6 separate regions of the Mus musculus genome follow, and regions 1, 2, 3, 5 and 6 are each linked to region 4. The links are chromatin contacts, called in public HiChIP or PLAC-seq and promoter capture Hi-C maps. All regions are on one chromosome and are shown on one strand. Each heading gives the region's core, a stretch centred on a gene start, on an enhancer-like site or on the middle of the called end of the contact. The rest is flanking DNA. Distances are from core to core; before and after follow the strand shown. Region 1 overlaps Cd82 (CD82 antigen). Region 2 has its middle 5.5 kb from the start of Gm33010. Region 3 overlaps Cd82 (CD82 antigen). Region 4 holds the start of Ext2 (exostosin glycosyltransferase 2). Region 5 holds the start of Tspan18 (tetraspanin 18). Region 6 has its middle 8.2 kb from the start of Mir670hg.

The links. Promoter capture Hi-C pulls out the DNA fragments that hold promoters and counts their contacts. HiChIP or PLAC-seq counts read pairs in DNA pulled down with a chosen protein or histone mark.
Region 1: a contact with region 4 is called in an H3K27ac HiChIP or PLAC-seq map of thymic regulatory T cells, with 12 times the contacts expected there. The contact joins the enhancer-like site here to the promoter of Ext2 in region 4. A contact is called at or near these places in 17 of 39 promoter capture datasets (the 3T3-L1 cell line, 3T3-L1-derived adipocytes, the C10 cell line and 10 more), 4 of 15 datasets of contacts at CTCF or cohesin (embryonic stem cells, large pre-B cells, pro-B cells and 1 more), 40 of 484 Hi-C or Micro-C datasets (the AML12 cell line, B cells, the C2C12 cell line and 26 more), 5 of 115 datasets of contacts at active chromatin or transcription factors (craniofacial prominence, embryonic stem cells, forebrain and 2 more) and 3 of 9 other capture datasets (adipose tissue, embryonic stem cells and liver).
Region 2: a promoter capture Hi-C map of liver shows a contact between it and region 4, with 2.6 times the contacts expected there. The contact joins the enhancer-like site here to the promoter of Ext2 in region 4. A contact is called at or near these places in 6 of 39 promoter capture datasets (the 3T3-L1 cell line, 3T3-L1-derived adipocytes, the SN4741 cell line and 3 more) and 2 of 15 datasets of contacts at CTCF or cohesin (the NIH/3T3 cell line and large pre-B cells).
Region 3: a contact with region 4 is called in a promoter capture Hi-C map of cranial neural crest. The contact joins the enhancer-like site here to the promoter of Ext2 in region 4. A contact is called at or near these places in 14 of 39 promoter capture datasets (the C10 cell line, the HPC-7 cell line, cranial neural crest and 9 more), 4 of 115 datasets of contacts at active chromatin or transcription factors (bone marrow-derived dendritic cells, forebrain, hepatocytes and 1 more) and 3 of 9 other capture datasets (adipose tissue, liver and macrophages).
Region 5: a promoter capture Hi-C map of embryonic stem cells shows a contact between it and region 4, with 2.3 times the contacts expected there. The contact joins the promoter of Tspan18 here to the promoter of Ext2 in region 4. A contact is called at or near these places in 7 of 39 promoter capture datasets (cranial neural crest, embryonic stem cells, frontonasal cranial neural crest and 3 more), 1 of 484 Hi-C or Micro-C datasets (myocytes) and 1 of 115 datasets of contacts at active chromatin or transcription factors (craniofacial prominence).
Region 6: a promoter capture Hi-C map of stem cell-derived epiblast-like cells shows a contact between it and region 4, with 4 times the contacts expected there. The contact joins the enhancer-like site here to the promoter of Ext2 in region 4. A contact is called at or near these places in 10 of 39 promoter capture datasets (the 3T3-L1 cell line, 3T3-L1-derived adipocytes, the SN4741 cell line and 4 more) and 1 of 9 other capture datasets (embryonic stem cells).

Annotation. Positions count from the first base shown.
Region 1 is chr2:93,426,011-93,429,014 of GRCm38.p6, reverse strand. The region is part of intron 6 of Cd82 (CD82 antigen); the gene reads left to right. Among named protein-coding and RNA genes, the nearest start is that of Mir7001, 5.5 kb to the right of the region's middle. Within about 2 kb of position 1,429, at least 71 of the 459 cell types and tissues checked have an H3K27ac peak or open chromatin away from gene starts, as enhancers often do. A contact at or near this core is called in B cells, CD8 T cells, Th17 cells and 6 more, where this site is marked.
Region 2 is chr2:93,520,564-93,523,762 of GRCm38.p6, reverse strand. No RefSeq gene overlaps it. Among named protein-coding and RNA genes, the nearest start is that of Gm33010, 5.5 kb to the left of the region's middle. Within about 2 kb of position 1,637, at least 29 of the 459 cell types and tissues checked have an H3K27ac peak or open chromatin away from gene starts, as enhancers often do.
Region 3 is chr2:93,443,869-93,446,916 of GRCm38.p6, reverse strand. The region is part of intron 1 of Cd82 (CD82 antigen); the gene reads left to right. Among named protein-coding and RNA genes, the nearest start is that of Gm10804, 7.4 kb to the left of the region's middle. Within about 2 kb of position 1,501, at least 66 of the 459 cell types and tissues checked have an H3K27ac peak or open chromatin away from gene starts, as enhancers often do. A contact at or near this core is called in hepatocytes, liver and trophoblast stem cells, where this site is marked.
Region 4 is chr2:93,821,287-93,824,475 of GRCm38.p6, reverse strand. It overlaps Ext2 (exostosin glycosyltransferase 2), which reads left to right and starts at 1,908. Exons shown (of 14, transcript NM_010163.3): 1 at 1,908-2,089.
Region 5 is chr2:93,333,011-93,335,890 of GRCm38.p6, reverse strand. Tspan18 (tetraspanin 18) reads left to right here and starts at 1,404. Exons shown (of 10, transcript NM_183180.2): 1 at 1,404-1,619.
Region 6 is chr2:94,271,763-94,274,762 of GRCm38.p6, reverse strand. No RefSeq gene overlaps it. Among named protein-coding and RNA genes, the nearest start is that of Mir670hg, 8.2 kb to the right of the region's middle. Within about 2 kb of position 1,307, at least 271 of the 459 cell types and tissues checked have an H3K27ac peak or open chromatin away from gene starts, as enhancers often do. A contact at or near this core is called in the SN4741 cell line, hippocampal neurons, liver and 1 more, where this site is marked.

The DNA of each region.
Region 1 (3,004 bases), core at 180-2,679, 390 kb after region 4:
TCATTATGTAGCCCTGGCTGGCCGAGAACTCAGAGATCCACCTGCCTCTGCTTCCTGAGTGCTGGGATTAGAGGCGTGTGCCAGCATGTCTGAAGAAGTAGATGCTGAGGAAGAGCATCGGTCACTGTCACCTGGACCCCAGCGTCTCTGTTGTTGGGTCCACACAGGCCACAGACCAAGCTCCGTGCTCACCCTGTCACCAGCTGGGTCATGTGAGAGGCAGGATCATACCCAGGCCTTCATCTTGCTGGTGGAGGAATCAGGGAGCCCCAGGCTCCCCTGCTGCCCTCAGAGACCCCACTGGGAACCAGCTGAGCCTTGGGGCCTCTCTCCCATCCTGCTGTGCAGCATGGGGCAAGGACTTGCCGTGTAGCCATAGGTCCCTCTTGGAAGCTGAGAACTTTGGTCCAACATTAGCTAGCCCTCGGAAGAACTGAGGAGCCTAGAGCTGTGCTAGTCACACACCGAGTCTGGCCATTTCTTGAAACCATGCCGGAGATGGGAGAGGGGAGGAGTCTCATTTTCTGATGTGGGCGCTGAAGCACAGAGAGGTTGAACAGCTTACTCGTGTTCACACAGCCAATGAGCAGCAGAGGCAGAATGGGAACCCAGGCATCCTGGCTTAGTGGTCATGCTGATAAGACGTTCGTTCGCTGTAGTGGTTCCTTGCCTGAGGCTTTGGTTTGTAATGCACACCCAGCCTGTTCTCCAGGTGAGCTGGGCTGGCTCCCAGCACGAGAGCATAGGGCAGCTGCAATCCAAATGAGAAGAGAGCCTGTGCCAGGAGCAGGGTGGCCATGACAGCTGAACCCTGACAGCTGAGGGCTGACCTGAGCCTGAGCCTCCAGGTGGCCAAGGCGAGAGAGGAAATGGTAGATGAAAGGAAACTCGCCTGGATGTCGGCAGGAAGCCTGTGGTTAGGGGAGGGAAACTCCTTACCTAGCCCCGTATAGGGTCAGGTACTCATTTCTCCCTGGTGACTTTTCTGGGGACTGAGTCAGGGTACCTGGCAATGTCATTAGGTAGGAAGCTGGTGGCCTTCGCAGGGGGTCTGAGTCACCCCGCCCCCACCCCTAGTGGAGCCGCCATCCCTTGGTGAGGGCAGCGGCACCCTCTGAATTGACTTCAACCCCATATCAGGGGCCAAGCTTGAACATAACCTGTTTGAGATTTACATTTTTCCACTCAAGAAACAAACTCACAAGAGCCAAGTGACTTTGGCCACAGTCACACACTCAGAGCAGCCTCAGAGCGACTTCCCCACGGACGTTCTGCTTGCTGCTGCTCATCTGTGGTAGAAGCTCAGGAGTCCAGCCTCTGGGTGCCTCAGGACTGGCTGGAGAGTCGGCCTCTTTGCAATGCTGTGTGCCCCACGGGGCTTCCTCTGCCACCCTACTACCTCAGGCTCCACACCCCACTCCTTCCTGCACAGAATGGGGAATCCCCTGTGGTGGGTGAGATTCTGCACCTTCACCCCTGAATTGGAAGGAGCATACCCCCCCCAGCCACTTTGTAAATCACAGCAGGAGACTAAACACCCCTTGCTGGTGTTTATTCCTGTGCAGCTTGGAGTGGGGCAGGGGCGGGCAGGATTTCTCAGGGCAGAGGAAGAGGCCTTCTAAAAGATGGCTGGCGGATCGTCAAAGGCCCACTCAGCATTGGTTCTGAGGCCCGGGGCAGGCAGCCTCTTTCTGCCTCAGCTTCCTCTTCTGGAGTGATGCTTCAGACCTCTCTCCCTTGTGGGTTTCTGTGGCAGAAATGTCCTCTGAGACAGCAGCTGCAGCCATTCAGTGACAGTGTAGGCTACAAGCAAGACATCAGGCCCCCTGTGCCCCACAGACAGTGTCCCTGGGGAAGTCAGTGCGTATAATCACACCCCAGACCCTTCTGGGCTGTGATGTCACCAACCTTTTCTGGTTGTTCTGAGACTAGGTTTCATGTACTCCAGGCTGGCCTTGGAGTTATGATGTCACCAAGGATGATCTGGAACTTAGGATACTCCATACCGCCCCTCCCAAGTGCTAGGAGTACAGCTATTACCACCCCTCATTTCCCAACCCCCACCCCAAGTTTTATTCAGTTGGAATAAGGGGTTTTTGGGTGTCAGGAAAGCACTGATTCACCAAGCCACATCCACAGCCTTCCCAGTCCCTTTGTAAGATCTGAATGCTTCTAGGGGTCAGAACCCCCAAAGGCCTCCTCCCACTGCCGGGTGGAGAGTGGTAGGGTAGAGGCTGCGAGGCCCAGGGCCCTTGGCTGGTCAGCAGGCATCGTGGCATCACTGCTGTGGAGACTTTGCTGGACCTGGGCGAACAGGTAAGCATGGTGGGTAGCTGCACCCACCGTGGCCAGTGTTAAGATAGGCCAGGCTGAGTGAGCAGGACTCAGGGTGAAGTCACAGGGGCTTCATCTATGGGCTGCTGGCTGCAGTCACCCAGCCAGTGTGGGAGCAGAGACCAGGTCTGACATTCTGGGGTCCTGCTCCTTGGTAAGCTCTTGTGTTGGCTGCTGTGTGGCCTGGGTGAAGTTATGCACACCCTCTGAGCTGTGTAGATGTCTAGGAAGGATTCTGCTGATACTTCCTAAGGCAGCAGAGAGCGAGGGGCCAGGAAAGAAATGAGGTCTCCTGCTTCCCTGTTGACAGGCTGGTTTGGCTGCCAAATGACAGCCAAGTGATAGCTTCCCATTAACAGATACAGAAGTATTAAGAACCTGGATTGGGTTGGAGTGCAGGGCCTGGAGCTACAACCTGAAGCAGAAGGGCTTCGTGTGGGGGTAGGGTGAGGGCACATTGCTCCAAAGATGGTGTTAAGGGAGCCGGACCCCTCCCAACTCCAGAAAGCCTGAAGTCACGAGTGTGCTCAGTCGTATGTGGCAGAGGTGGTAGGCCAGGTTCCCAGAGACAAAACCTTCCCTGTGAATGGTCTGCTCTTCTGGGAGGGAATGTCTCAGTCCTAGGACAGATGGCCCTTTCTTCCCAGCTGTGAACGGAGAAAGCAGCTGG
Region 2 (3,199 bases), core at 388-2,887, 300 kb after region 4:
CCACTGCTCAGATCAGAACACTGAGGCCAACAGTGTTCCCCAGAGTTCAGAGTCTATGGGACTTTGTCCCTGGCCACATCCCCTGTTGGTACTGTGCCTATCCTTCATCCGTTTTGTTTTGTTTTTGTTTGTTTGTTGTTGTTTTTTTTTTTCAGGGCAGGAAGCCATGGAGCTGAGTTGTCTTTCCCAGGCCTCTTTGGAGGGTTCTTGCTGACTTCCTTTACTTGTACAGAAACTTGAGGTTCTGTCCAAGACAGGCTGGCCCTCCCTCTCCCCCCCCCATCTCTACACATCCCACACCTGTCAGAGGCTTAGGGTAGACCCCATAGCCACCAAGTTATTCATTTGCCCTTAACATACTGACTCTTTTTATTGTCTGCTCCCAGAATCCCTCGAAGACTGGATTCTACCAGCACCCCTGAGAAACTTCATTCCCAAGGACCCGCCCCTCCACCTGCAGGCCAGATTCTAGCATGCCACTAGGAAGAGGCTGTAAGTCTGTATTCCCCATACAGCTCAGTACCGAGAGTCCCAGGCTGGGCACCCCTGGGCACTCTGTATTTATCTAAGAGACTGTCCTTAGCATCTCTCCATGGGAGCCATTCCTAGGATATGACTCCTCACAGCTCCTCTGCACTGGGTCCTAGGGCTGTCCATGTCCCTGCAAGCTTGTTACCACTAAAACCCTTATACCAACAAAGCAAGCTCACCTCAGGTGAGGCACCTCTCTTCCCTGGGCTGTGGTCTTCTCAACAGTCAGACTGAAGCTTGACCAATCCTTCCTAGAACCTCTTGGGGGAACCTCTCTCTGCAGAGGCTCTCCAGAAGGAACCAGAGAATGTATCAGAGAAGAAGGAACCAGAGAATGTATCAGAAAAGAAGGAACCAGAGAATGTATCAGAGAAGCTCGGGCCCAGGGGAGTACTTTCTCATGACAGGAAGCCATCAGCCAGGCTGGGGATGATAATATTTATCATCATATGACCCCATTATCACATTATACCCTTTCCATGCATTTTCCATTTCTCCCCATCAATCTTGGATTGGCTATTAAAATTCATTTAAGTTTTAGTTTTTATGAAATAGGCTCTTACTCTACATCCCCAGCTGGTCTGGTGTTCACTATGTAGCCTAGGCTGGCCTCAAACGTGTAGCAATCTTTCTACCTCAGGGCCCTGAGTACTGAGATCATAGACATGTGCCACCATACCTAGCTAAAACCCATTTCATAGCTGGGAATGCTGAGGCACATGGAGGTGATGTGACTCTCACTGTCCCATCAGCAACTAGTCATGACAGACCTTGAGGCAGAGAAGCCCTGGGGCTCCTGCTACCGCTTGGCCACCTCTCAGGCAAGCCCGAGTGGCCGAAGCAGGCCATTCCGGCTTCTTCTGCCCTCTGTGACTGCTAGATTCCCGAGGTGTCAAGCCTCATTAGAGCAAGCGAGGCAGGCGAGTGTGGAGAGGCAGATGACAGGTATACAGTCTGACCGCGGCTCCCTTCAAATCATCAGCCTGTCTGGGTGGGAACGTGCCTGGGAGCCGGGCAGAGGCCCCTGGCTTGGCTGCACAGTCTCATGCATATTAAAAACATCTTTGGCACGCCTTTCCCTCGCTGCTCTAACTGCCTGACGTTTCTCCTCTACCCTACAAAAGCTGACAGAGTTAGTTGGCTGTACAGCTCCCCGGCTTCAGACACACACCCCACCTCAAGAAATGGATGCCCGGGAGGAGAATTGTGTTTGGCTGGCGTCTGTAGAGATTACAGAGGCAGAGGACTGTGCCCTGGTGAGTCTGACCAGGCAGGCGTTCCTGCACTTGCCCAGGAGGCAAGTCCGACAGTCATTGTCCATGGGTAGTAACTCAGGAAAGCTGAATGATCTGACAAAAGTCACAAATCAAGTCAGTAGTGAGGATGCGACCAGGGTTTGTACAGCTCCAGCAGTTTGGGCTCATAATTCCTGTTTAAGCACTGCCCTGGGAAGCCATGTGACTTGGCGACTGAGCTGACTTCTGGGATCCTGCTACTGTCCTAGCTGTGCGACTCTGGGCAAGCTACTTAGCCTCTCTGAACTCAGTTCTCTGTTCTATAAAACCAAGAGAAAAATAGCAACCACCTCACCAGGAACAATGTTTTTGACCAAATGCAGTCATGGCAACCATAGGGCTAACGGTGGAAAACAGTAACCACAGTGAGGATGGAAGGGTTAAGGTGACAAGACAACGCTTGCTGACTAATAAAACCGTGCACAGGACAAGAGATCTATTAGTTTCTGGAAGATTCCTCCAACAATAAAACAAATATTGGAGACAGAAAAACTGGTGTGGCTGGTCAAAGACTAGCAGTCGGGAAGCCAAAGCAGAGAGAAAGAATGGGGTAGAAAAGCTGCCCCTATTCTGGACCTGACAAGCCCAACCTCTCTGAGCAGAGAGAAGTGTCCAGGGGGGTCTCTTGTATTGCCACAAGCCTATGAGGAAGGCAGCCAGCCAGGCCCTGGCTCCCATTCATCCTTGGCAGCCAGAGCCTGCTCCTCAGTCAAAAGCATGCTCTGGTCCCTGCCCCAACAGGAAGCTTTTGTTTAGCAGGGAAGGGGGAGCGAGAGAGGAGCACCCAGTGCCACATGCTCCTGTTCCCCCACCCCCCGACACCCCCAGCATGCCTGCCACAACCCAGGTGGGTGGGAAGGTATAGAAGAGAAGACCTAGCCACCCACCAAGCGAGGCTCCATAGGCCTGGCACGAGAGCCTGGCACCACAGGGAGAGGTGATGGCTGTCAGCACCAGGAGAGCAACATTCCAAGATTCAAGAATAGCCCAACCACAAGACAAAGAGGCCCTCCCTGTCGGGAGCTTCTTCCTCCCCCCGGAGCTTCAGGGACACATGTTGGGAGGCCTGCGGTTTCCTGGAACTGCTAGGAACAGGACCAGTTTCCAGGTAGACACCACATCCCTGTGACTGTCGCGGTCTTCAAATCCTTGCTGGGCACAGCTGGGTGGGGAAAGGCTGATTCCTTGTGTTTGGGACAGCCAACCAACTGATGTCAGTAACAAAAAAGAACCAGCCATGCCACCACCTCTCAGAAGAGATTCCAAGCTTTTATTATTTACTCGACCAGAGTGCGTGGCAATGAGACCCTGGGCCTTATATAAGTGTTGACTGAGCCTGAATCCCACTGTGAACTCCAAGAAATGCAGATACT
Region 3 (3,048 bases), core at 252-2,751, 380 kb after region 4:
TGCCAAAGGTCACACAGCTCTGAGTAGTGAGACTACAATTAAGCCTCTCTCAATTCAGAATCTACGCTGTGACCTGGTTTACTGGGGTGAGGAGAGGTTCTTAAAACCTGCTTCCTGAGACGTCTCCTGGGAGTCTAGGTCCTGACATGAGGCCCCAGAGTCTGCGACTTCTGAATAGCTGATCCTCGAGTCTCTTAAGCGTCCCTCAGACTTACAGCGTCTTATCTGATTTTCCACTTAAGCTACAGTTAGGTTGAGATGGAGCAGAGTCCTGGGCTGGACGTTTGAGGCCAAGCCTAGCAGTTTGCACATCCCAGTGTGATGGACAAATGTGAACGCGTCACCCCCATTCTTAAGGGTCTGAAGCCACCCAGAGCACTGGCCACTTTAGCCAGCCCCAGCCCCAGCCCCAGCCCCAGCATACACCTCAACATTCACAACACCTGGGCCTCAGGCTCTTCACTGGGAGATGGAGACCGAGGTAGGATGTCTGGGGTGTCCCTAGCACAGTGCATCTGAGTGTGAGAGCTGCAGAAGGCTGGGAGCTCAGGGGCCATAGCTCAGCTTCCCGTCTGGTACTTCTTACGAGGCAGCCTCTTGTTCAGTCAGTGGCCCTCCAGTGATGCCTCTTGGGCTTCAGAGCAAAATGCAAGAAGGGAAACCTATCTAAGCCACATCGGCTAAATTAAAGGGATTGAAGGGAGATCCTGGCCAGGACCAGAGGATCTGGTCTCCTTCCCTGACAGGAAGCCAAGAGTCACATCTTGGGAGCTGGGTCAGGACAAAAAGGGTCTAGTGAGGAAGTCTGGTGAGGAAGATTGGGTGGGTAGCCTCCACTAAGGTGTTGCTTAGCATGAGGTAAGGAAAGAGTGCTGGTTATTTACTGGATTGGTTTTAGGCAAGTCACTGAACCTCTGAGCCTCAGTTTTTTCATCTGCTCAATGGGGACAGTGCTTTATCTAGGAGCTTGTTTAAGAGTCTCAATGAGAAGAGAAATTTTGTGGGTGATGCAAGGTGATAGGCTAAAGCTTGTCACCTCCTAGCTACAGTGTTGAGGGGCCAGAGAGTGGGAACCTGTCGATCCAGCTCATGGGGTCATGTGACTGGGCTTTGAACTCCTGTGACTAAACATGTGGGATGCTAGAGTGGGGCAGCAGCTTGTGTTCAGGCTCTGGCTGTGTCTTCTTGGTCCTCCAGCAGTTCAATGGACAGGCTCCCACCAGCCCTGCTGTGTTGGAGGTGAGGCCTGTAGGGGCTCAGGGACATTAGCTAACTCTCTTGCTCAAGGTCACACCACAGCTAGAAGCAGAGCAGGACTCCCAAGAGGTCTCCCAGGGAACCTTGAACTCCCAGGCTGCTCCATGGCCCCACGCTTCTCCTGTTGCCAGGGGAACGTGTGTTTGTTTGCTTGTTTTTCCCTCTCTTATTTTAACAACAGTAACAACAAACCGAAAGTACAAGCCGAGATTGAAAATAAGATAGTGTGAGGTCAAGAATCCAGCAGTCCCCAAGTCAGCTGTCACAGAAGGTTACAACACAGGAGAGTACAAGCAGCCACCATGACCAGCCTCCTTTTATGGATGTTCAGGGCAAAGTCCAGAAGCTGGAGATCTGTGTCATACGCCAGCCTGTTGGACCAGGCTGGGCCAGGTGGTCTCCAGAGCCTTGAAGTTCTCTCTCCACATCCTGCCATGTGTGACAGGCCACTCTTACCTGCCATGGCTGCCAGACTTCCCAGCCTCCAGGTGCCTCCTGCCTCAAGGTGACACTCATGGCCTGGCCTCATTGACAGAGGTGCCCCTCCCCAGAGGCCAGCCTTTCCCCCATCACCTTGCTTCAGTGTAGGCCAGGACCACTGGGCAAAATCCTGCCAGGTGTCAGGCACCTCACCTAGCTCCTTCCTGGGAACCCACTAGTCGGCTAATTTCACAGGGAAAGCTACAGCAGAAGCAAGGCATGGCTCCAGGCTACATAGCTGGCCGGAGGTGGTCCATGCGGCCTATTCAGGTGTAGACTTGTGTTTGTATGGTTGCCTCTTACTCTGTCTGGCCTCTCTGAAGACAGTGATCTCTCAGGTGACTCTCATGACAGTGCTCTGGGGTAGGTAACAGGAGGGGAGTGAACTTCGGGAAGGGTATGGAATAGTCAAGGAGTGGGAGGACCACATGACACCGGTTTCTGGTCACCTGCTCCTGTCTGAGCACGGAGGCACTGGGAAGTCAGGGCTGAATCACAAGCTGCAGAGCATCTGTGCTGGCCCCTGGCGCACATCTCAGCATGTTCCATCCCCAGAGCCTAAAACCCTAGTTCCTGGCTTCCCTCTGAGCAGTCATCAGGACCTCTGGCTTGTGCCAATCCTAGCTAGCTTTAGTGATGTCATTTCTGGTGTTCAGTGGCTTCCTCTGCAGAACCAGTGTCTCTCTAAGGGACCTTCCTGAGCTCTGCAGACACCCAGCTCTTACCTCGTTCTCACGATCATGTGCCACGAGCTCACTCGTCCTGGGCATTTTTAGAGTCATGGGCAGAAAATGTTAAGTTCAGGATAACCCTGAAAGACCCTGCGTTTTAGGGAGGATGTGGAGGGGAGGGTGTGGAGGGGAAGCTGCGGTGGGGAGAACCTGTGACACACTTGGGTGTAGAACTTGGCTGTTCCTGAGTCACCTGGGGTCCAAGCTCACCCTCGAGCTTCTGTTGGTGCAAACTGGGCAGTGCTGGGCATGGGCATTGGCTATGGCTGGCTGTGCAGTGCACTAGAAGAGAGACCACAGAGGGAAAGTCTCAGAAATCCACATTAGGAATTTCTGAAAAGAGGGATTTTAACAGAAACTACATGTGCAAAGGCCCTAGTGTAGAGAGGGCCTGAGAGTACAGGGGCAACAGTAAAGAGATCAGATAAGCACGTGGGAAAGACCAGGGTGACAAGAGGAAGGCAGAGCAACCGAACAGGGACAGGACATGCACATCATCTGGTTTTATAGCCAGTGTGTCAGCAGGAGTGCTGGCTGCACAGGACAGTGTTCTTGCTGTGTTTCTCGGCTGTCGGTCGCT
Region 4 (3,189 bases), core at 659-3,158:
AAGCATTAAAAACATGTTGAAAAAGACACACAAATACAAAGGAAACAGATAAGAAACAAGACAAAATCTCCCAGTGCAGACAGCTACAGCTGACCTGCTTTTAAGAAGTAAAACCTTGGGTTGGAGTTATGATTCAGTGGTTTAGAGAACTTGCTGCTCTTTTCGAGGACCAGAGTTTGATTCCTAGCACCATCAGACAGTTTACAACTCCCTGTAGTTCCAGGAGACCCAATGCCATCTTCTGGCATGCACTTTCATGCAATTCTCTCACACAGAGAGACCAATACGTGATAGAATAACAATAATAATAATAATAATAATAATAAACCTTAAGTTTTCTTTTTAAAATGATACAAGCCACTGTCCTGTGGAATTCCAGGAATTTGGCTGTGGTACCATTGGCCAACATTGACGTCACCCATCCAGTTCTCAAATGGGTGTATATAGTGAGTTTAGTAGTGTGTGTGTGTGTGTGTGTGTGTGTGTGTGTGTGTTTGAGGGATAGAGACACATTCTGTTAGATGTGGGAAGAGGAATTTGGACAGAACCTTCTGTCCCTAGATTTTTCTCATTCCAATCTCTCTAGGTCTAAGACAAAGAGATAGTAACCCCCCAATACTGGAATCTTTGTTGGTGAGGAAAGTCTTCCTAGGTCTCCAGACAGTAATCTCTGTGGGTATTTAAGCTGTAAGTAACAATATCCACGAGGTGGCGCTAAAGTACAATCGGGACCAAAATGCATTCGCATCTCGTGGACAGATGAAGAACTACAGCCAGCAATGGCAAGCTGGGTTGCCTCATTAGCCTTTCAGTAACTGTCACTCAGCTTTTTGCTGCCTTGTGACAGATGCCACTATGCATGCCGCTCCAGTTACTTCCAAAATTTTATAACTGCGTCTTGGATTTTTGTTTGTTTGTTTGTTTTGTTTTGTTTTTCGAGACAGGGTTTTTATGTGTCGCCCTGGCTGTCCTGGAACTCATTCTGTAGACCAGGCTGGCATCGAACTCAGAAATCCGCCTACCTCTGCCTCCCAAGTGCTGGGATAAAAGGCGTGCGCCACCATTGCCCGGCTGGATTTTTTTCCCAGAAAAATATTATACTTACACCTGGACACAAGCATCTGCTCACACATTTTCTCTCTTCTGATTTTGCACAAGCACATTTTAACTAAAAGTGATCGTGCTTGTCCCTTCTTAAGGGACTGTGGCTTCTCATTAGCCTGTCTTGGAGATATTACCTTGCTGACTGGTATGACGACTCCTTCTCCGTTGTTCCATAATCCTACAGTTTACTTTCTTGCTAGTATTAGAAATAGTGCGGTGAATGTTTCTTTCTTTCTTTTCTTTCTTCTTCTTTTTTTTTTTTTTTTTTTTTTGGTTTTTCGAGACAGGGTTTCTCTGTATAGCCAGGAGATGTCCTGGAACTCACTTTGTAGACCAGGCTGGCCTCGAACTCAGAAATCCACCTGCCTCTGCCTCCCGAGTGCTGGGATTAAAGGCGTGCGCCACCTCGCCCGGCTGGTGAATGTTTCAATAAGTGGTGAGACTTTCTGCAGGGTAAACTACAAAGAAGGTTGGTTGGAATTGCAGGGCTAGGGAGTTTTTTTTTTTTTTTTACACCTTGATGGATACTGCCAAATTGCCCTGGGGGCCTAACTATGCTTTGCAGAGTTGTAGATTGTCTCTTTATGGCTAAGCTAGCCTGGAACTAGTGAGTGATCCTTCTGCTGTGCTGAGATTATGGATATAAGCCACCACGCCTGACCCAAATGCTTGCCTTTTCCACAGTTTTATCCCAGAGCTTGGTGCGCCTGGCTGTCACTCTGCCTTTGCCCCGAACGGGAATGCTCACGTGCGCTGACTCCTCCTGTCCAGCAGGGGGCGCGGCGCTACCGCTTCGCATGCGCAGTGCGCGCCGTGTCAGCCGTGGGGAACTGGAGGCCGGCGCAGGCTTCCCCGCTGGCTCCAGGGTACCTGGTGCTGGCGGCGGGCTCCCGTCACCGCGCGATCCGACACAGCCGTGGCTCGCGGCCCGCGGCAAGAGCCGGTGACGGAGCGCGGGGCCGAGCGGGAAGCGGCCGGTTCCGAGGTGAGCGCGGCGCGCGGGCGGCCGGGTGGGCCTCGGGGCTGGGCCTCTGGGAGCCCCGGGGCTGCAGGAGCGCCGCAGCGCTGCACCGCGGCCCCTGCTGTACCTGTGCCCCGGTCCCCAGGCCTGACCTCCTGTCCAGAACCTCTGCTTCCTGTTGTAATCGGGCGTTGTGGGACCCGAGTCCTCCCAGGAAGGCCTTACACCTTGGCTGTCCAGGACCGGTGTCGTCCAGTGCATGTTCTGGGTGGGACGCGGTGGAGAGGGTGGCTCAGGAAGGAACCACTGGCTCCGAGCGTTGGGAGATGCGCTCCGGATGCTGGGAACAGTGTCCAGTTTTGAGAGTCAAATAATGGTTTGGTGTCACTTATCAGGTGCCAATCTGGAAGCGCCCTATCACTTAGGGAGTGTGGATGTTGTCTTGAGTCTAGGGCAGGTCCATTTCAATTTTTAAAAGTCAGCCATTAGTTCTAAGTAGTGTAATTGAACTTTGTGTGTACTCTGGAACTCAAGGCGATTCACGGGAATAATAAACACGGTTGAGTTTTTATTACAGTCACTTTCCCTGACTTAAACCTCCTAGTTGCTCTATAGAGCCTGTGTAGTCATCTGAGGATCCAGGCTGCTGGGCGCTGAAGCCCAGCCTTGGAGTTCTGTTGTGGAACCCTGGAAGTTCTTAGCCTTGCTCTTGACCTTTCTCCACCACAGGGAGGTTCAGAAGTTTGTCACACAGTGCTGTCAGGAGGATGAAGTAGCACATACTAAATGCACATGTGTAGGGTAAGTGTTCACTTGGGTACTTAACGTATTCACCGTGATGTAACTGCCACGGTCAGTCAAACAGTGTCTTTATATTGGAAACCCTTTTTGGAGGTAATGAGCCACACTGGAACTCTAATTCTAATCCTGTCATGGCTGTGCACCGTAAGTTTGTGTCTGTTTGCCTTCTTTGCTTTCAGAAGCATTCCTGTGTAGCGGTGGCAGGCTGTTCAGCGGGCAGGACAGCTCTAAAAAGGCTAAGACAACAGGAAATTGTGACTTGGAATGCTGGGCTGAGTGGATTGGCTATAGCCCGGAGCTTGGAAGAAAGGTGTTTCAGGCCA
Region 5 (2,880 bases), core at 155-2,654, 490 kb after region 4:
ATCTTCTTTCCATCTACTTAGTTGGTTCTGGGGTGGAATTCAGGAGTCAGGGCTGGTGGCAAGTACCTGTTAGCAGGGAGCCATCTTGCTGGCCCCCAGCTTGTGCTGTCTCCCCTAAACTACACTGTGCCTGCTTTTGTCAAAACTTAATCTTTAAAGGCCCCTCCTGTCTGCCAAGCCTGGGCCTTTTCCCTCACAGCTTGATTCTGCTTAAGTTTCTGGGATGCCCCTCTTGGTTCCCAGGAGGCCCATGCAGCAGTCTTTTACAGCAGCAGCCTTGAGTTAAGGGCCTGTGAGGGTTCTCAGCCAGAGGGTTCCGTGCCCCACCCCCCCCCCCCACACACACACACTCTGTTTGGGAAGCTGAAGAGGTATCTATATATTGACAGACTTCCACACCTACGCCATTGGTCCACTGTTCTCGAAACTGCATGCCCCTCTGTCAAATCCCCTTCTTGGCCTCTCTCTGTGAAGTGGTTCAAAGGAACAGCCCTGAGACCTTAGACATTTTACTTCTTGGACTGTGGGCTTGAAAATACCAAGTCTGGTTTTCTGTTTACCCTTCAAAGCTCTGTCTAGCATCCTGACTTCACCAAGTTCCACACTGAAGTCAAAGAGTGTCTGTCCTGGGTGAGATCAGTGGGCCAAGTGGTCTCCTGTAGAGTGTAGTTTGATTTGTGTGTGTGTGGCCTCACAGGACTTTTCAAAGCTGAGACACTGATAATTGCTGCCAACGATTTGAGCCTTCTCATGACAGTCTTTCTTAGGTTGTGGCTCTTGAGTGCCTGCTTGTGAATTTTATATGGGTTCTGTATAGCATAGGTTAGCTGTCTTAGTGAACCCCAGTGGAGGAGAGGATGAAGTGAGAGCCTCTCACTGGTCTGGTCCTTAGCAGTGCTATAGTTTACAGCGGATGGGGTTGGGAGGCACCAACAATGAACCCTAATAGAGCTTGCTGCACAGGTTTCTATCTGGTACTTCCCTGGCAGTAAGTGGGAAACCAAGACGCGACATCGCAATGGAGAATCCCACACCCCAGCCCTGCAGTCCCACACACGGTGTGATAACAGCGAGAAAGCTTCCAGGGAATAAATGTCCCAGTCTAGCGTGCTACCTTCACCCTTCTCCAGCAATCTCCTAAATTCAGACATTGAGGCTAGGAGTGCAGAGGACATCGGGAGAGCACAGTTCCAGAAACCACGCTCTAGGACCCGGTGAGAGAGCGGCCGTGGACCATGAGAGCCGTGTCCGCCCCGGAGACGCGCCAGCACCGCGGCGGCAGTAGTGGCGACAGGAGACGGAGGGGCGGAGGCTGGGGCGGAGGGAGCGGGAGGGCGGGCCGGAGGGTGGCGGGAGGTGTGGCCGGCGGCGGTGGCGGGTGAGCCGCTGCAGCTGCCGCCGGCGTCTCAGGGGCTGCAAGCTGCAGGCGGACGCAACGCTGTGCGATTCCGAAGCCCAGCCACGCCAGGCCGCCCGGCCCTGGCCCCCAGCGGGCGTCGCCGCTCCTTGTCGCTTTGACGCCTAGCCCAGCGCCGCGGCGCAGGACTACCGGTGCCCCGCAAGTTGCGAGCGCACTCTGCGCCTGGGGAAACTTTACCCCGCGGCCGAGCCTCTGCCAGGTAGGATTCAATCACTGAGCCCCTCTGTGCGTACTGGCCCCGGGATACCGCGCGCTTCGGGGGAGATCCCAGATCAGTGCGGGTCCCAGGACGCTCGGGTAAGCGGCCACCAAGTTCTGAAGCGACTCCCCTGGGGGCGGGGACAGCGCCGCACTGAGTGACCCGGAGCATGCTCGGGTCGCGACTTCGCCCAGGTCAGGTGCAGCCATTCTGCGCCCAGCGATCTCGGGGGCTCAGGCGACAGTAAGGCGGCAGGTGGGACTCCCAGAGCCGGTGTGTTGGCCGGGGCTGTACCGAGAGTGAAGGGGTGAGCCCAAGTGACCCTGCACACAAGCAGGTCACAACGGGGGACACGGAGCCGGGCTTGGGCGCGGCGGACAGCCGATCGGGCTGGGGCACCGAGCGCTCTTCGCCTTCGTGGGACCCTGGTAGCAGGGCCTGGAGAACGCTCCTAGATTTTGCTCTCGCACCCGAGTTATCATTCCTTGCGCGGGAAGATGTCCAGCTCCGTGGATGTGGAGACCTAGGAGGTTCCCGGGCGGGTCCGGAGCTCCTTGCGGCCGGATGTGGGGTGTGGTGGCCGTGGGTTCCTTAGCGTGGCTGGCCGAGGTGGGCGCGCGCGGGCTCCGGGTCCTGCTTGCGCTGGGAGAGTTGTCTCGCCAGGGGGCGCCCTTCCCTGGCCAGATCGGCTTCCCAGACCAGCCTAGGAGCTTCTCTGAGTTTCTGAGCTCATGGAACCGCAGATGGACCAAGGCAATGCGCGTGGGGTCTGTTTGGAGGAGCTCCCCACCTTGTCCCAGAGAATCGGACGGAGGTGCACCCACTGTGAGACTGATGTGCAACGATCAGACGGATCAGTGTCATGAGGTGGGCTGCTGGCAAGGATGAGTGAACAATTTACACCCAGAAAAACAAAAGAAAGTTTACATGAACAGCAAGCCTGCATGGAGACAATAGGATAGAACATTAGTTGGATTTACTTGAAGTTACTGAAACCCAGCCATTTTTGTAAAAGTGGCATCTTTTGTCCTGGTCCTGGTCAGATCTCTGGGCGTGGTGGGCAGGATTTGTCCTCTCTCTGGGCATAGGTAGATTGGGGGCATAGGAATTTCTATAGTTTCATCAAAAGGGATACACTCCTCACCCATTACCGAGAGCACTCCATGTCCTGGGCCTGAGGTCCCACATGCATCTCTATGATCACGTCCCACATGCTGGTGAAAACGCACTTTCTTCCTTCCTGTACTCTTAGACTCCTGTA
Region 6 (3,000 bases), core at 58-2,557, 450 kb before region 4:
GCACCCCTAAGGAGAGCAGTGGCGCTGGTGTGATTTCTGAGGCTCTCTGGCTTGTCATACGTACGTACTCTTACCTGGAAAACGTGTGCTTCCAGACTGAAAATGCCAGATCCTAGCATCCACCTTGCCTCACTGCATCCCTAAGAAGCCTCCCCATTCCCCAGATCTAGTATGCTGTCCAGTAACCAGGGGCAGTGAGCTCGTCTTCTGGGTTTCGGCAGAACTAAACCACCGTTCCAGAAGGGAGGAACGCATGTTATGAGACCAACAAAAAGAACTGAGAGAATCATTGTTGTGTCTGTCTAGGTTTAGCTGCTCCATTGCCTTGTGTAAGGTGGACCTGTTGTACAACCCTGGCCAGTCTTAAGACCCCACCAGGGCCCTCTGCTATTAGCGCAAACAGATGGGAGGAGGGCGGTGTGTGTGTGTGTGTGTGTGTGTGTAAAGCCCAAGGAGATGAGCATCCGCCCCCTGACCCCTTTAAGACAAAGTCTTGTCAGGAATTTTATTCTGGTTTCCAATAAGGACGACCTTGAACTCCTGAGCCTCTCCTCTCAACTGCTGGGATTACAGCACTAACCACAACCTGCTTACTGCACTGGGGATCAAACCCAGGGCTTGGTGAATTCTAAACCAGCAAGTGCTCTACCTAAAGAGCTACATCCTCAGCGCAAAGATAAGCACTCTCAATATCTAGGGAGCAGATGGATGAAGGATAGAGAGACCAAACTGGAATCTCAAGGAGTGGACCACGACTAGGGGAGTCGGAGGGGCAAAGACACAAAGTCCTTTGGGAAACCACAGTAGGTTTGGAGGGATGGGGCGGGGGAGAGGGAAGGTAAGTGGAGTGGCTGGCGGTTAAGTAGACTAGGGTCACCCCTGGAAGCCAACGCTGTTCCCCCCTCCGCCCAGAGCACGCTGCGCTGCGGAATTCTGCCAGCACGAAGCAGAGTCACGAGCCGAGCCCCAGCGCGGAGGGAGCAGGACATCGTCAGCTCCGGGAGAGCACGCGCGCGTGGGCGGACGGGGGCAGGGGCCTCGCATCCAGCCGCCCACTCCTCGCGCCTCCCGAGGCTCGCATTTCCATTCCGCATCCCTCCCCACTCCTGCTTCCCCTCGCCCTACAAGGACTTGATGAGATAGGAGGGGGCTTGAAGCAGCCTGGAGCCCCCATCCCTCTTCCCACCTCCCCTGCATCCCCCTCCACTTCAGCGGGCGTCTCGCCCCCGCCTCCCCCGACTGGGCTCCCGGGCTCCGCGCCGCCCCCGCACCGGGCTCTAGGGGCGGGAGAGGCAGCGGCGCTGGGTGGGGCAGGGCTGGCTCCGGCTGCTACGTCAGCAGCCGCGAGAGGGGATCCTGGGCGCGGCCCCGCCTCCTCACGTGCGCGCGGCGCAGGGCCCCGTGCCGCCCGCGTGACCGCCGCCCCCACTGCAGCTCCGCTTCCACGCGTGGGAGGGAGGCCGCTGCGGCTGAAGAAAAGTCTTCTATCTGCAGCCGCACGATCTCCCCAGTTTGGGACGCTCCCCTCTGCCCAGCGGTTGCGGGGGTGACAGGTCCTGGGGTGTGTACCTGCCAAGGTTTGGGGAAGAGATTTGTTCTCCCTTCCACATTACTGTAATGGCCTTGCATCCCTTTAGTGGAAGAAGGAGATGGGGAAGGAGACTCTTATCTCAGGGAAGACCTAGTTTCAAGGTGAAGCTGAAGCTTGGGACAGAGTGAGGGAGAAGAGCTTTTGGGATGAGGTTAGGGATGGTGTCCCCAGCAATCCATCAGCCTCCATTTCTGCAACATTAACCTGGCATCCTCACTAGGGTTGATCTTGGCCCACCAGGGTCGTGCTTCTTTGAACCTAGTACCACGAGTTACCAGAACCTGGGTGCTGTACTGTGCTCACTCAGTGCATGAGCGAGAATCCAGCATCTTCATCTTTCCTGTGTCCTTGACCTCACTGATCCCCACCCCTGTCGCCCAACCCCATCCCATAGTGGCAGGCAGGTTTGGAAAGAATCAATTAGGAATGAAGACAGTAACAAGCCAAGCACAATTGAGTATCCACAGCAACGGAGTGGATGGAAGCCCATCACCTGTGCTTCTGCGAGGTGTCCTTAAGTGACCCATTATCTGCAAGGTATTTGGATGCCAAGGTAGACCACACAGCCCTATTGCTATCCTGAGACTTCTGTCTTCTAGTTGGTGTTTTCACTGGCCGGTGAGATAGACAAAGTGGGGCTACCTGGGACTAGGATACGAGAACCGAAGCTCCCAAAATCAAATAAAAGCCATATTTGGTGAAGCCCAGAGCCTGGAATTGAGGAAGGATGGATACCATTTGTAGATCAGATAAACAGGCTCTGAAGAAGAACAGGGCTGGAGAGGACACTGACTTAACCAGGCCCAGTTCCCTGTCTCCCTAAACCTTCCAGCCTTGGTGTGCTTGCTTGCTTGCGCCTTTTGTTCCCTGGGCGAACAGATCTTCCAGCTCTTCACAAGGCAAAGCTTCATTGTGTCCACATCTTAGTTTCTTTGTTTCCAATACAGCCAGGAAATGAGTGAATGAGAAAGGCGGAGGAACCCGTGTCATGAGTCCCATTTGGCTACATGTTTGGATACCAGTGTATCTGGGCAAGTGGTTTCTTATTCTTGTCTCCTGAAGAGGCTGCTCGACTCTGTATACGCAAGTATGGAAGTGGTCAGTGTAACGGAACAGCTCTATCAAGTGCCAGATACTGTATGGAAATCGAAGGTAGCCTAGTAAGCTTGCTCACCCATCCAAAGGAACTTCTGTGTCCCGGGTGAGAAGTCTTACATGCAGTATGTGATGCTAAGAACCAACACCAAGCTCTAGACAAGGCCTTTGATAAAAGAGAGAGAGCAACAGAAAGGAATGGAGACTGTTGGGCGAATGGGAGCAGGTGACAGAGAGAAACTCCCTGACCAGGCATATTAATTTGGTTTGTATGGAACAAAGGCAAGGGATTCATGACCAAGGAGGTCCAAGGA